2 separate regions of the Zea mays genome follow, and region 2 is linked to region 1. Evidence: chromatin contacts called from public Hi-C data. All regions are on one chromosome and are shown on one strand. The core of a region is the stretch at or near the end of the contact, and the rest is flanking DNA. Distances in the headings are between cores, read along the strand shown.

What was found. A called contact is a pair of places that touch in the nucleus more often than the background predicts.
Region 2: a contact with region 1 is called in a Hi-C map of leaf, with 6 times the contacts expected there. The contact joins the enhancer-like site here to the promoter of LOC100282762 in region 1. A contact is called at or near these places in 5 of 25 Hi-C or Micro-C datasets (bundle sheath and leaf).

The regions. Positions count from the first base shown.
Region 1 is chr6:128,134,758-128,137,481 of Zm-B73-REFERENCE-NAM-5.0, forward strand. LOC100282762 reads right to left here and starts at 1,391. Exons shown (of 12, transcript NM_001155668.2): 1 at 990-1,391; 2 at 385-546. The coding sequence starts at 1,055.
Region 2 is chr6:128,248,022-128,250,745 of Zm-B73-REFERENCE-NAM-5.0, forward strand. No RefSeq gene overlaps it. Among protein-coding and RNA genes, the nearest start is that of LOC100272654, 37 kb to the right of the region's middle. Within about 2 kb of position 1,325, at least 16 of the 20 cell types and tissues checked have an H3K27ac peak or open chromatin away from gene starts, as enhancers often do. A contact at or near this core is called in bundle sheath and leaf, where this site is marked.

The sequences.
Region 1 (2,724 bases), core at 141-2,640:
ACAACACTTTGCGGGACATTCAAAGAAGACATAATTTTACAATTTACATGCAAATCGTCAAAGAAACCAGTCACAATGCCACATCTCAGGCAAATGACTGCACCATCTAGAACACTAGCAGAAGTAAACAAGACAACAAGCTATTATAGGTAACGTATGAACACCATAAGGCAGTGAATAATCATAACAACTAATATTTTACTAATAATCCATCCATGTAGCAATAACAGTGGGAGTAAAAATAGGTGTGAAAATGAAATTAACACAACCAACCTAAAACACTCAAATATGGCATGATTTACAAACAAACCGATCACACTTTACAGTTAAGAACCAGAATATTGAATACATTGCTGATGGGATAAGCCAGAGAACATCAAATACCTTGGACAGCATTATAACAAGGAAGCTGTTCTCAGCAACTCCGTTGCTTTCCAAAGTGGTCTCATCCTTCAGAATTTTCCCTTGGTATATGAGCATTTGCTGGTCTGCTGGGTAGGTACTCTGACCCTGAGTAGTTTCGATGATCCTCTTCACCTCAGCAACCTGAAAATACAAGCAGTGAGTAGGCTGCACGACTAGAGACGTTGCCGAACAACATAAATCGAACACCACGAAATGGTGAAACATCCGTCTGTACAGCAACCGAGCAGCATTACTGTGATGATTACAACGAACGCACCCTACCACAACCACAGCACCCAAACTCCAACCAACGACAAACCCTAGACCATGTCCCATGTGAGAAACTGAAGCTCATAATTCAGAGAACCAGAAGCAGCGGGGCCCATCGCCCGCCGACTGGACGACCCCAAAACAAAAACCCTAGATTCAGATCAAAGCCCTCTGCGCTACCACCGGCCGGACGCGCAATCACTGAACCAGACCACCGCGATATCGTACGGAGTCGCACCGGAATCGAGTGAAACGGCCGAGAATTGCACGGAATCGCTCGGATTGAAATCAGAAGGATGGAAAGGGGGCCGTACCGACGCATCGGGGCTCGCCTCGATCTCGAAGTTGGTGCCCTTGAGGGTCTTGACGTTAAGCTTCATTTCGCCCGCCGCCTCCTGAGTCCACTCACACTCTCCCTCCTCGCGCCGCTTCGAGGTGGAAGAGGGTTAAGGGTTTCAACGCCTCGCCTTGGGGATTTCGACCTCGCGAAGACGACGAGAGCGCACGGGGAAGCGAAGTTAAAGGCGAAACAATCCGAAAGCTGCAGGCTAGAAAACCAGCGCGTGGCGCTCGGGGCCGACCTAGATACTCTCGCTGTCCCGTGGGGTCGCGACAGATAGACCCTCAGCATTAGTGAAAGGGGCAGGTTCGGATCGGTGGGAGGCAGGCGGGAGTGGACAGTGGTGACGAGGCGCTGGAGCTCCACTAGGTAGACTTCGATGAAATTATATTTGTTTTCGTATTTTTATTCGGATTTAATTCGAATACGGATAGTTTCGAATACGAATACAAATATGAATGTTCTTAATATAAACGGATAGTTGTGAGTCGAATACGGAGCTAGTCAGACACGGATAGCGTCGGTAACGAATATTTTTGTCGGATATCGTGTAAGACACCATTTCATTAATTTTTTAGGCTATTTGTATATTATTATTTTCTTTCAGTAGAAAATCATCAAAATGCAATTAAATCCATAAAATATTCTAATGTCGACCGAAAATGGTAAATAAATTACCAAAACTAATAAACATCATATAAGAAAATAACTGCACCTCCACATGTGAAAATGATAAAGTGAAGTATTGATTATGTTAAAATTCGAATACTTAAGGTGATTTCACATGTAACTCACGCAACAAGTGAAAGTGAATTGAAAGAAACGATGACAATCTTTGGATTTTATGGCCAAAACATTTTTGAGGATGCTATATGGGCATATATTGCCCCTCCGTCAAATTTCATGAATTTCTGAGACTATTTGTGTATTATTATTATTATTATTATTATTATTATTTCTACAAAAAAATTATCAAAATTCAATTAAATTCATAAAATATTCCACTGTCGACCGAAAATTAAAAATAGGTTACCAGGACCAATAGACATTATATAAGAACATAACATCAAGTCCCCATATGAAAATGATAAAATGAAGTATTGATTATGTTGAAACTTGAATATTTAGGGCGATTCCACATGTAATTATCCGAATATCCAAAATCTGAAATCTAGTAAGATATCTGGGAAGATGTCCGGATATCCGAAATCTGAAATCCAGATAGGTATCCGAGAAGATATCCGGATATCCGAAATCTGACGGATATCAGTCATCTCATATCTGTATCCAATATCTGAATTGTATTATCCGAATTTGAATCTGAAATCCGAAAAATATGCGGATATCCGAGAAAAACTATCCAGACGGATAATTAGCTTCTTCGGACGGATGGATGCTCGGGTAATATTCATACCGTTTACACCCCCTAAGCTCCATTGTCGCGATGTGTAGGCTAAGCGCAAGAGAGGCACGTGGCGGGCATCGAGTGGAGCGACGCCGGTTGTGTACTAGCGTGGATGTTAAGCTGTAAACAAGCGACAAAAACTATAGATGGCACTGTTTATAAAGTGAAGCTTAAATAAGAGATTATTAGGAGATAAGACAAGAGATCTATTGGAGATAGCATTAAAATACTTATGTTGGGGGCCTTCATCTTCCGAAGTTCTTCAAAAACATGGCTAACCATTTGTTATCAGCATATTGCTAAG
Region 2 (2,724 bases), core at 75-2,574, 110 kb after region 1:
GGCCCTCCAAGAGCTGTTGAGCCGTTCTTTATTTGCAAGAGGGTGCATGTGAGCATATCTGATGGATATATCACTTGAGCCCATGACTGATCCAAGGGCCTAGTCAAGGTTTTGATAAAATTGTTGTGTCCTTATCTCGAGGACCTAGGAAGTGTTTGGTTCAAGAAAGTATGGAACGAATCAACTATGTTCTACCTTTAGTACTCTTTGGTTGAGCGAAGCCGGAAACAAAGCCGCTCCAAAAAGAGAATATTCTCCTAACATACTGAATCTCATCGCTCCCAAAAACTATTGAACCTTTTCGCCCATAGAACAGGTTGGAGTCATTCTATCTTCCAAACACGGGACACTTATTTCATTACCAGAAACTAGAGTAAAGTCATTCCGTATAACTAACCCCAGAACCAAACACTACCTTAACATACCTTAGGCTAGACTCCCGTCCGTTAGTTGGCTAATATGTTATAACAATTATTATGTTATTAATTAGCTAGTTTATCCAACTAGTAAAATAGTTATTAATTAGATATTTAGCTAATAATTAGCTAAACTGTTAGCTAGACCTATTTAGATGTGAGGAGTTAATTATTAGCAGCCTACTATCCCTCACACATCGACAAGTGTCCTGTCATTCAATCTTCACAAAATATAGTTCGCTGGAATTCTCCGTGATTTATTCGTGTCATAAGGGCTAGTTTGAGAACCATATTTTTCTAAAAGATTTTCATTTTTCAAGGGAAATTAGTTCATTTTACCTTAAAAAATAGTAATCTCTTAGAAAAATAGAGTTCCCAAACTAGCCCTAAGTGGGATGTATAGTACACGTGAAGAAAAAGACGGTGGGAAAAAGGTACATAGGACAAATAATGAATCAAGTGGATAAACACGCCCCCACAGGCAGACAGGTTAGAAATTTGGTTTTTTCATTCTTTTCTGTCCAGACGTTGTATTCCTTCATTTCTAAAAATGTGCATGCTTATAGCATTCTCTTTTCCTCTATAAAAGTTTAAAGTTTTAATTATTTAGTCGACCTCATGTCGACATTACGCAATATCGAATATTGTTCGTCATATTTGCAATGTGACGTCTGCAGCTCATATTTTAGTTTGTTATTTTTTTATTAAACCTGTATTTAGTTAGTAAAATTTGGGGGGAAAAGCGTGTCCACGCCAGTGACATGGACATCAGTCACAAGATCTGGCCGACTGGCCGTGCAATTGGCAAGGCAATCGACATGCTTTGGATCATGAAAGACTACCCCGGCCACCTTCTGCCATTGGACCGCAGGGATGGGCATGACGTTGATGTCCTATGCTGTCCCATTTGGGAGCAGGAGCACCTGCCTCGATTTCGCGAAGGATATGGTTTTGTTGTGACAGAGAGACTGGTATGGGTGGTGGATCCCACTGCCCCTTTCGTGCGCCTCTAAAGTTTACCACACCATCTGCTAAGAATCTGCCACAAAAATTGGTGAAAATTCGTCAAAACCACCAATAAATCATCATTTTTTCCCTATCGACATCATGTGAGGAAGACGTTCTACGTTCTAGGTGACTTTCTCGTGCATATCCGGCTCGTGAGCTACTACAGAAACGACTGTGCGAGTCGCCCTTACTAAACCATCTTGAGAAATAAGTGGTCATCCTTTTTTTTAAAAAATATAGACTTTAAAGGCTAACTCGAGCCTTCTCTAGAAATCATTTTATGCATAGGCTAGAGGGAGCATCTCCAACCAGATGCCTCAAAATAATGTCCAAAAAATTAAAATAATATATCATTTAAAGTGTTTAGGACACTAAAAATAAATTAAGATCCAGTAGTTAAACTATAAATCATATATTTTAGGCAATAAATTACATTATAGGAAAGAAAAGGCTGCGAGCAGTAGCTACCGCTACAACATATATGTGTTTATGTCTACATCTATGACAGAAAAAACATCTACTATATCTCTCCCCAAACCCACTTGCTACCCTTGCACAATAATGCGTAGTACAGATAAGTATCACCGATATTCTTGAATTATATTTTTGGATGGAGTGAGTAGTATTTAAAGAAGAGCCTTGCATGCAATTTATTTTGTTTGAACAATGTTTTCAACTTAAATTCCTTTTTTTGCATGTGTGGCATTAATTCTCCGTAATATTTTTTTCATGGATCTGACTTGTGAGTTATTTTCATAAACCAACGCCAAGGATGAATCCATGTTTCTTGTTTGGAAACCCCGAACAAACACCACTAGCAGGAGGCGCTCGTGTTGGCGTCGCTCATCGACGACGAGAAGAAGTTTGATAACTGCCAGTTCGACCTCTGGAAGCAGTCCTACGTGGTCACATGAGCCGCTGTGTATGACAAGCTCTGACGCAGCCGCTGCTTGTACGCGGTCCAGAGCGGTTGCACCGCGTTGTCCATCGTCAAGCAGGAGACCTCATGGTCGTTGCCAACGTCGGCGACTCTCGGGTTGTTCTGGGCATCACATCCAGCGACGGCGTCATCACGCCGTCCAGCTCATCGTCCATCTGAAGCCCAACCTGCCATGTAAGTCGCTATTGACTGGCCATGAATTCTTGTGCGCTGGAATGACGGTCATTGCTGACGTTGTGTGAGTGTCCTCGAACATGACGTATGTAGAGGGGTAGCGTATCCGGTGGTGCAACGATCAGGTGTAGTACCTTGCTGATGAGCCCGAGGTGCACTTCGCCTGGCAGCCCAGCCAAGAGTCAT